Linked DNA regions of Canis lupus: region 1 is linked to region 2. Evidence: chromatin contacts called from public Hi-C data. All regions are on one chromosome and are shown on one strand. The core of a region is the stretch at or near the end of the contact, and the rest is flanking DNA. Distances in the headings are between cores, read along the strand shown. Region 1 holds the start of HSD17B12 (very-long-chain 3-oxoacyl-CoA reductase). Region 2 holds the start of ALKBH3 (alpha-ketoglutarate-dependent dioxygenase alkB homolog 3).

The links. Hi-C and Micro-C count contacts between places; a contact is called where the count stands out from the background.
Region 1: a Hi-C map of blood shows a contact between it and region 2, with 2.7 times the contacts expected there. The contact joins the promoter of HSD17B12 here to the promoter of ALKBH3 in region 2. A contact is called at or near these places in 2 of 9 Hi-C or Micro-C datasets (both in blood).

What each region holds. Positions count from the first base shown.
Region 1 is chr18:26,449,313-26,454,900 of UU_Cfam_GSD_1.0, forward strand. It overlaps HSD17B12 (very-long-chain 3-oxoacyl-CoA reductase), which reads right to left and starts at 1,730. Exons shown (of 9, transcript XM_038562982.1): 1 at 1,434-1,730. The coding sequence starts at 1,593.
Region 2 is chr18:26,287,270-26,292,483 of UU_Cfam_GSD_1.0, forward strand. It overlaps ALKBH3 (alpha-ketoglutarate-dependent dioxygenase alkB homolog 3), which reads right to left and starts at 1,271. Exons shown (of 10, transcript XM_038562979.1): 1 at 1,132-1,271.

The DNA.
Region 1 (5,588 bases), core at 480-2,979, 160 kb after region 2:
TCAGAAAACACTAAGAGACTTTTAAAAATAAGTATTATAATATGGGATCCCTGGGTGGCTCAGCAGTTTAGTGCCTGCCTTCAGCCCAGGGCCTGATCCTGGAGTCCTAGGATCGAGTCCTGCATCGGGCTCCCTGCATGGGGCCTGCTTCTCCCTCTGCTTCTCTCTCTCTGTGTCTCTATGTCTATCATGAATGAATGAATGAGTGAATGAATGAATGAATAAATAAAATACGTATTATAACGTGAATAGTTGCTTCACATCCTGGACAAAGCTCTTACACATCCATCCATTCCTGCTTGAAATCTCTTTACGTCGCTGTCCAAAAGGTTAAATTTCTTATGTTTTTTTCCTACTAACTTCTTTAAATGTTTTTGAATGAATAAAGTGAGGACTGTGGAGTTGCCTTATTTGTGTACTTACTTGAGCCTAGTCTGACAGCAATCCCTAATCACTCCTAGATTCAATCAAAATGCTAAGTGAGTGTACGTTCAGTCATGAAATAGCAGGATAATCGCAGACACAGAGACCGACCACAGCACACTACTTGGTTTAGAAGAAGAGGAGGAGGAGGAGGGGGAGGAGGAGGGGGAGGGGGAGGGGGAGGAGGAGAAAGAAGAGGAGGAGGAGGAAGAAGAGGGGGAGGAGGAAGAAACGAAAAAGACAGAAAAGCAACAAAGAAGAAGAAGAAGAAATGAAAGACAGAAAAGCAACAAAAAAGAAGAAACGAAAAAGTCAGAAAAGCAACAACAAAAAAAAGAAAGCAAGCACAAAACTTCGATGCAAGTGATTTCCCCACTTCTCCCCCGCGACCTTTCCCTTCCACCTCTAGGGCCCGCCAGCGGAATGGAACGAGGCCTTTTCCTATAAACCTCCTTCTGAAAAAAAAAAAAAAAAAATTGCTCCTGACTTCTACCTGGAGAGCAGCCGTGTTGCAGAAGCGGTGGCTCTGTGACACCGCAGGACTCCAGGGAAGTTTAGGACAATCGAGAACAAAACAAAACCCCGTAGATCCTACGAAACAGACCGAATCCAAATAACTGGGAGAGAGGCAAGTTTCAAAAAAAAAAAAAAAAAAGGCAGGAAGACTTGTGAAATTCCACGTCTTCTTCGTCCCTCCTCATGCCCCGCAAAGTCCACAGAATGCCTTTCGTCCTGCGCACGGGGCCACTATTCAAATCAAGCGAAAAACTTTATTAAAACACACACACACAGACACACACACACGCGCCGTCCCGGGGGCGAGCCGCCGAGCGCCGGGCACTGCCCGGGGGGCCGCGAGGTGAGGGGTCCAGGCCCCGCCCCCGCCAGGCCCCGCCCCCCGCCGCGGCCCCTCCACAGTCGGCCGGGCCGGGCCAGCCTGGGTCGGCCGGGGTCCAGCGGGCCCGCGGGGAGCGGGGGGGGCCCGGAGCGGGGCGCCGGGCTGCACTCACCTGCCCACTCTCCGAGCTGCGGCCCGACCCCTGCCTCGTGACTCAAACCCCAGAGCCGAAGGGCCGTGAAGAGCGAGCACGAGAGGCGCAGGGCCACGTAGGCCACGGTGCCCGCGCCGACCCAGTACAGGAGGCCGGCGGCAGGAAGAGCGCTCTCCATGGCTCCAGCCGGGCCTTACTACCTCCGTGAATGGAGCCCCGAATGAATGAATCCAGGAAGAGGCGCGGGCCGTGACCGCGAAGACTACACCGACGCGCGCGGCTCCGGCGCCGCTTCGAGCCTAAGCCCCGCCCACGGCGCCATAGCCGCGCCGCCATTGGCTATCCGGCGCGCCCTCTGCGCGGAGCGCGTCAGCCATTGGCTGGCTCCAGCCTCGCTCCCCGCCCACGTCGCTCCCCCCGCCCCCCGGCGCGGGTCCCCTCGGCGCCGGCTGATCGCCCGCCTGCCAATCCCGCGGCAGCCCCGCCCCGCGCGTCGCCACGCCCCCGGGATGCCGCCCGGCTCACCCCACCGCGTCGCGCCGGCCGCTGATTGGCTGCGGCCGTGCTCACGCCTGCGGGAGGCTGCGCTCCGATTGGCCCGCGAGACCCGGCTGGGCGGGCGCCCGGGACTCCAGGGGGCGGGGTCCGCGATGTTGCGAATGAATGGAGGGCGGTAGTAACAGGTGGGCGGGGAGGCGCGGGCTGGTTCCCACCAGGGGCTCTATCCTGCCGTCAGGTGCACGTGCCGCCGTCGCCCTCGTGAAGTTTCCCGGGTCGAGGCTCGCGTCGCGCGCGTCTGTGCCTGCCGCGGCGGGCACCTTCCCCCGGTGACCCGCACGGGGGCCTTCTAAGCGCCGCGTCTCCGAGGCCCTGGAGTTCAGGGCAAATAACTCCATGGACCCAGGTAAGGACCATGGACCAGGTAAGGACCACGCACGGGGACATAGGAGCTGGAAGATGAACGAGAAATTGAGGAACACAGGCTGATGAATAAGGAGTTTGGGGAAGAGACTCCATGACGATAGAGAGGTTTCTTTACTCTCTTTTTAAAAATCTAAAAAAAAAAAAATTTTGGAGGGGGTGGGGAGATAGAAAAGTGTATGGACCTAGTAGAGATAAGAAAATCACCTTGGCAGAGCTCCACAAGGTAAGCGCGAGCACCTGTGTAACGTAATAGACTGCTTTGCCCTCCCTCTCTCGTCCACCCAAGAGTTTTTGTTTCCTTTTTCGGGCATGGATCTGGGTTCATATAAAATCCCTAACATTTTCTTAGCCGGTAGGGACTGCTGATTTCGAGGCTTTTTTAAAAGGCACGAATTGAAGGGTAGTAATTGTAAGAATCAACAGCCCGACATATCCTGAAGCTAAGGTAATAATGTCCTAATATATGTGCTTTCAGAGCCTTAGCCCTCTGCCCAGCCCCCCTACTCTTTTTCCACCCTCTCATCAGATTAATTAACTATAACCCTGAGGCTGTTACTGTTCTTTATAAACTGTCAAGTGTCTAGCAGAAATCAGCCGTGTGAGTCGAGCAGGCACATTGTGTTTTGATTGAATTTGACACCTCGGCCGAGGCTGCCTGTCCAAGTCCATGAAATTCCACCATTGCTCTGTCTCAACCTCGCCCTCCAGCCAGTCTTCACCGCAGTATAGCCCCTGATGCATGTATCCTGATTCATCATTGCTCACCAACTAAGGGCCCTCAAGATATCTGAGCTCCTTACAAAAGGGCAGCGGGAGGGGAAGAAAGCTATTACGAACCAATAATGCAGGGTGCCTGCTGGCTCTGTTAGGGTTGAGTTGGAGCCCCACGTTGGGTGTAGAGATTACTGACCACTAAAACCTTAGGGGCACCTGGATGGCACAGTCAGTTAAGTGGGGTCCTGATCTGGGGTGGTGGGATGCACCCTGCATGGGACTCGGTGCTGGGCGGGAAGTCTGCTTGAGGTCCTCTCTCTCCTTCTGGCACTTTCTCTCTTTCTTTCTCTCAAATAAATAAATCTTTAAAAGGTAAAATCCTAAACAAATAAATAAGCTAAGAATATGTGTTTTTGTGGCATTTGTATGTATGTCTATGGCCCCCACTAGAACTTATGATTATTGGAACACTATGCTGTGAGTCCATAGGACCTAGAACAGTGCCTGGAACCCTGAAATAATAAAAATCTGGCCAAAAAATGGAAGTCAAGATTCACTCATTCAACAAATATTACTGTGCTGTAAGTGTGTACCAGAAAGTGAGCTGGGTACTGGATATCCAGGGGTGAGCAAGTGGTCAATTCTTAGTCTCATCCTATTGTACCGTTCCGTAGTGAGTGGCCTCTGTTGCCCTCACCAGCTACTCCTTCCCAGAGTCCTTCAATGGCCCCTCCCCATGCTGGCTTCTATACGATCCAGTGCCCTTGGACTCAGACCCCTGCTCTTTTTACTTCTCTACACAGTCTCTCTACATCATTGTATCCAGTCCCTTGATTTTAAGTGTCAACTGTAGGTTGATGAATTCCAAACGTCTCTGGCCAGGCCCAGCTTCTGCACAGAGGTGTGCATGAATGCGTCACCTCTACCTGCCTACTCAGCATCTCCATTAAGATGTAAAATAAATACCAACATCTCAAGTGAAACATGTTCAAAACAGGCTCTACTCCGTCAAACACACACACACACACACACACACACACACAGACACACTTCTCTTCTTCCAACTGTTAAAGGTACCACCATTTACCGACCTTCTAAGGTTTAAAACCTTAGGGGTCAGTTGTTCTTTCCATTACATTCCCATATTCAGTACCACCTCCCAAATATATCGTCCACACTGCCTCCAAAATGTATCCCGACTGACCACTTCTCTCCACCTCTGCTACTACCAACCTGATCCAAATCACAAACATTTCTTCCCTGAAATATGGCAGTAGCCTCCTCACTGGTCACCCTGAAAGCAACTTGAGTAGGTTTTGGGTTTTTTGTTTTTTTTTGTTGTTGTTGTTTTATAACTCAATGAGATATTATTTCTTCTCCTCAAATCCCTTCAAGGACTTTATAAATCAGATTAAGAACAAAATCCTCCAAGACCAGTTTATCTGCCCTGACCTCTACAGCAGCATCAACCATGCCCTCCTGTGCTCACTTGATTCCAGCCACACGTCTTGAATTTCCTGAAATAAGTCAAGTTCATTCCAGTCTCAAAGCAGTTCTGTTTCCTGTTCCCTTTCTAGAACCTCTTAACCTCTATCTCCCAAGGCTCACTCCTTTATATTATTTGGGCTTCTGTTCACACATTCTCCCACTTAGAGTGGTTTTTCTCTGATGGACCTACCTAAATAGACCAAGTCGCCTCCTCTCCTTTGCCCTGTCACTACTTATTCTTTTACCCTAATTTATTTTCCTTATAACACTTAATGCCTTCAAATGGTTTAATTATTTGGTTTTTGTCCACCTTCCCAATAGAATGTAAGTTCATGAGGACAGTGACCTTTACTTGTTCACCATTGTATCTTCACCTAAGATGTGCACCTAAGAATAACTCACCCTTAGGAGTGTGCAATAAACACCAATAAATGAATGATGAATAAATGAAAATAGTCTAGCCAGAGAGGCATACATTAAGCACATCCAATGAGTTATATGATAAAAATTGTAATGAGTAGAAAGAAGAAAAGAATAGGGCTGAAGAAAAGAGGACCTAGTTTAGATGGGAAGCGGGGATTGCCCTGAAAGGCCTTTCTAAGGGAGTAACATTTGAGCTGAGATCTGAGGCTAAGTAGAAATTAATCTGCCAGAGTCAGGCTAGGCAGAGGAAGGAGAGAACAGCAAATGCCCACTGAGGGTTTTGCTGTGATTTTGAAGAACACATGTGCTTCTAGCACCTACCACAGCATCTGCCATAAAAATAAACAGGCAACAAAAAATAATTCTTGATTTTGGATTTTTTTTAATGAACAAGGATAGGTACCGTAGAGATGGTACTTTCTACTGTTGTTAGTTTTCATATTGAGTATGGTATTTTCACTCAAGGAATATCGAAGATTGAAACCATCTCATTTTGGTACCCATTTTCTTTCTGTAAGGTCTGAGGAGAATGCTTACAATTAATAGGAATAATCTTTATTAAGAATGCACACATTAATTCTGATCACCTCAGCCTTTTAGGAACATTATTCTATTGACTAAAAG
Region 2 (5,214 bases), core at 21-2,520:
TAATACTCCGTCACCTATATGGATATGAGAAATAGGCTGAGACTCCTTTTCCAAGGGCATTTCCATATTCCATTATAACTGGGGCACATGAAACTTCCCTGGATGCTCGTTAATGCTTGTTAATGGCCTTGTCTCTGAAGATCTGACCCTGGACAGATACAAATGTCAGTCTTTGCGACAAGCACTGCAGATGCCCTTAGCGGGCCTGTACGAGGACCACTGGGTTGATGGAAAATCAACTCAGGAAGTCAAGAGGAGGCAGATTAACATTCAAACTTCATTAACTGGGCAGCCCCGGTGGTGCAGCAGTTTAGCACCACCTGCAGCCCAGGGCCTGATCCTGGAGAGTCGGGATCGAGTCCCACGTCGGTCTCCCTGCATGGGGCCTGCTTCTCCCTCTGCCTGTGTCTCTGCCTCTCTCTCTCTCTCTGTGTCTCTATGAATAAATAAAATCTTAAAAAAAAAACTTCATTAATTTCCAGCTTATAATAATAATAATAATGAAAGACACCTCATAATTGCCATTAATACTTTTTTTTTTTGCCAATAAAACTTTAGCTCCCGGCAAACACAGGAGCACAGCTACAAAAAGACAAAAATGGAGCTTCGTGCCACCTGTTCTGAACCCGTGATCCATTTCTTTACTGATCCAAGCAAGCTTTCAAGTCCTCATGGGGACACGACCTCTCCTTGTGGCCTCTTCGGCCGACGGTTTCCAGTCCTGCTGAGCTGCACTGAGCTGGGCCCAGGAATGTGGACCTTTGGCAAACTCTCCGCAGGTGATAAGTGTGTCATTCCTTCTCGTTTAATAGGTGGGGGGACGAGGGAGCCTGCCACCGCCCAAAGGAGTTACGGGGAGGCGAGCAGCAGCCCTGCCGCCGACCTGGGGCCCATCCCCGACCTGCTGGTTCTGTGGCCCACGAGCTGCTCACTCAGCCCATCTTGCATCCTGACTTTTTTTTTTTTAATTTTATGTATTTATTCATGGGAGACACAGAGAGGCAGAGACCCAGGCAGAGGGAGAAGCAGGCTCCCTGCGGGGAGCCCGATGCAGGACTCGAACCCAGGACCCCGGGGTCATGACCTGAGCTGCTTAGACCCCCCCACATCGCCCCTCCCCCCGAGCCACACCTGCCGGCCCGCCCGCGAGCGCCTCCGGCCCGAGTCCCCGCTCCGGGAGGTCGGGCGCCGCGGTGCAGGCCGCGCGGTCCCCGCGGGGGAAGAGCCTGGGCCTCCGCGGCGGCCGCGCCTTGTGTTCCGGGAGCCCCGGGAGCGGCGGGGGAGGTGGGGGTGGGCGGCCCTCTCGCCCGGAGCGCCCCACGCCGCCGCCGCCACGCAGCACCCGCCGCTTCCTCTGACGTCACGCGCCGCCGCTTCCGGCGCACGGACGCCGCGGTCCGGGCGGCTCCGCGTTCCCAGCGCCGCGAGGGCCGGGGGCCGAAGAGGCCTAGGGGGGCCCGGGGGGCACAGGGAGGAGTGGGGGGAGGCCGCGTTTGCTGGGCCGGGCCCCGCAGGGCGGGCCGCAGGCAGCTCGGCCCCCGCCTCCCGGGTCCGCGCCGCGGCGGCGGGGCTGCTGGGACACCGGTCGTGGTGCCCTAAGCGCAGGACCCGAAGGTTAGGGACGCTCGGGGGCTCCGCGGGGTAGCGTCGGCCTCGGCTCCGGGCGTGACCCCGTGGTCGCGGATCGAGTCCCGCATGGGCTCCGCGCGGGGGGCCTGCCCGCGTCTCTGCCTCTGTGTGTGTCTCTCACGAATAAATAAATAAATAGAATCTTAAAAAAAAAAAAAGAAAGAAAGAAAGATAGGGCTTGAATGCTCCCCGGGAAGGCCCGGACGCCCACGGGGCGCGCTCCCATCAGAGCCAGGCGCGACCTGGGCGTGACCTGGGCGAAGCGCCGTGGGGAGGCCGAGCTCCTGATGCACGTAGGGTTGGGCAGGGGCTTGGAGCGCCGCGGAGATTGGACGAAGACGGCTTAAAAAATAAAAAGCAAAAATGCATTTGATCAGTGGAGGGGCGGGGAGGGAACGAAGGGTCTTCACCGCATTTGAGTCTCCGAGTAGCATCTCTAACCGCGGATCTCACCTGCGAACGTGGCACGAGCAGCCCCGCCTGTTCCCAGGCCTACCACGTAGCAGGCACCCGGGGGTCCTTAAAACTCGGCCTGTACCACCTGCCGCTGACCTGCACACTCGGGGTACCCCGCCCACCTGATCCACGGCATCCATCATCCTTTGTTCTGCTTTGTGACATTGAGCAAAAATGATTTATCCTAGAACTGTAAGGAATGAAAAGTAGTAAGGCCACACTGTGATTTGTCTTTTTGGTTTTTGTTGTTGTTCTTTTTTCTTTTTGGTCCCCATCAACTAGTAATTTGAACACTGTCTGTTCCTGGATCAGGAACCTTGGCTGTGTCTCCCAAGGGAGGTTATTTCTTTCTTTTCAGTGATTACAGTTTTGGAACGGGGACAAAGAAGTTTGGACCAAGGGGTCCCTAGGAGTAGTGAACACCTCTTCAGCCTCCAAGTCGAACAGCTGTCAAAAATCAATCCATGGCCCGCTTGCATCCAAAATAACTGTCTTTTTAACAAAATCACCTGCATTTTTTTTTTTTTTTAAACCAAGTGTTCAAGGTGATTCGGATGCAGAGAAAGTTTAGGAACCTTCAGGATGCATGTAGGGCCCGAGAGGTTTTCCAGGACACAATGCTAAGGGCAGGACGGCTCGGGTTGGTTACCCTCAATACCCGGGAGTATATAGTATCAGAGAGCTGTTCCACCTGAGCCTCGTATCCGGGTTTCCCGTCCCTGCAGCATCTGTGTTGATCAGGGGGCACCCTGCCTGTCAGCAGGCTGTATTGTCCTGCCCGCGCCAGCGTGTCTCCCGCGCTGTGGGGTCCAGCCCTCAGCATCTCCGCAGCGGGGGCTGCAGGTGCGGTGGAGGGGAAGGGGCTCCTGCTGACCCCAGGGCTCCCCTGTCGGCGGGCAGTGCTCAGGCCTCCGTGGGCCAAGTGCAGCCTAGTGGGGCTCCCAGCCTCGTTCGGCTCCTCTTGTGAGGCGACAGCATCGGCCTGAGAGCAACGGGACCCCAGGGTTTGGAGGAGCGACATGTGCTTGGACCCGCTGGCCCCGAGGTCACCCTGCACATCTGGAGGCGCTGGATGTCACTTGCTCTCTTGTCCGAACAGACTGCCCGTCCTTTGCTTGAAAACCCCGTGAAGCCCTCACGGGGAGCCAAGGACTCAGAGCGTGCCATGTAGATGTGGACTTCCCAACAGACGGCAGCGCCTCCCTGTTTGGCAGCGTCCTTGGGGGTTGGGTCACCATTTCGTCCCTGCCGGCCTGGACCGAGGTGTTGGTAGTGGTGTCCCCGCACCTGTGGTGTCTGTGTCCTTACAATGTCCCTTCCCCTTGAGGTGATACCCTATTATGGGATTTGTGTGTGTGTGTGTGTGTGTGTGTGTGTGTGTGTGGTTTCTGTGTGTCAGGGGTGGGGTGGGGGGTTTTTTTTTGTTTTGTTTTTTGCCTGGAACTATATAGTTTCTGTGTCCTTTTGGTTCCTGTTTCAGGGTGATCGTGGTTGCGGGCTGGGAGCAACAGCCGGCAAGTGGGGGCGGCTGGGCCTGGCCCTTTGAGGAGCGGGCGGGCCCCCCTGCCCAGCCGGTCCCCGAGGCCGGGTTGTGCACTGCTCAGGCTGCCCTGTCTTCCTGCCCAGGCCGGCGGCTCCGCGAAGTCCGCCCGTGTGCACCGGCGACCCTGGGCTGCGGGGCCACACCAACGTCGCCGCCCATCGAGGGCTGGTGGGTCTGGGTGGCTGCACCCCACGTCTGTGCGGCAGCCTGCTCAACCCCGGAGGCCGCAGGTCAGGGGCTCCGTCCAGCTGCGGCGACTCCAGGTGCTGCCCAACGCCGTGGGCTTGCCTCGAGGGCGCGAGGGGCCGCGGGCTGGTGGGGCTGCTTCCGAGCACACGGTGGGGGTGTCCGCGGCCAGGCCGCGACCTCGGGCAGGCTCCCGGGGCTGCAAGGACACGGCCGGGCAGCTGGGCCCGGAGCGCCCACCCCGAGCTGGCAGCCAGGCCGCCTGGCCCCGCTCCGGCCTCCGCTGCCTGCGGGCTGCCCCGTCTCTCACAGTGATCCCGAAGTATTGCATTATTGCAACTGACACTTCATATTCACGTAAAGCATTAAAAGCATTAGTGCAAAACCACCAGAACTGCAGAACGACTTTTGAAAAAGAATCAAACATAACAGCGAAAATTAAAAGCCCAAATGAGGTCGGGAAGTGTCTGCCCCGGGTCCTGGGATCCACCCCGACCCGCTTCCTGCTCAGCGGGGAGCCCGCATCTCCCTCCCCCTGCTTGTACTCTCTCTCTCTCTCAAATAAATAAATAAATAAATAAATAAATAAATAAATAAATAAATAAATAAATAAATAAAATCTTAAAAAAAAACCCAAAAACCCAACAAAGACTCTACTTCTGGGTGGGCCATGGTAGCGGCAGGCCATTACTCCACTGGGACACAGAAAATAAACAAGTAAATTAGTTTTGTTTTTATTTTTTCCCCCCTTTGAAGACTTTAGAGCTCTGCGATGCAGTGCAGACTAGCTTACCTGAAATGCTGAAGAGCGAGCCCTTGCCGGGTAAGTTGACCGCATCGTTCTCTGGGGACATTTTCTGTGTGACAGCTGAGGACTGGGCTTGCGAAAGGCAGTGGCATCTCCAGGGGGAGACAGAGAATCCAGCAGACCGCCTGACAGCCGCTGGGATGGCCTGATTGACTGGAACACCGGGAGCCCCTCAGTGCCCCTAAATGCATGAGTTTCCCTCAGAGGCATTTGCGGAGCCACCAGAGCAAGAGAAGGGAGCGGGCTGGGCCGGGAAAACAAGGCGAAACCGTGTACAGTCTCTGTGCTTAAAAACCAAAGTTCTGAGAAAGAGCCCACAAGAAACATGCGACAGGTTTCCTATGCCGACATTTGAAACCACAGGGCACCGAGGCTAAAAAGGTGGCAACCTAGTCCTGGCTCAGCTCATACCTGCTTGGATCCATCGGTCCTTGCTCCAAGCCTTCTCTGGGGAGCAACATCATCGACCTCAGTCTTTGTGGTTCTTTTACAGAGAATTTCTGGCATATAATAAAAGAACAATTATGGGACATGCAAGGAATCAGAAAAATGTGACTGATCATCAAGAGAAAGCAAAACAAGTAGATCTCCA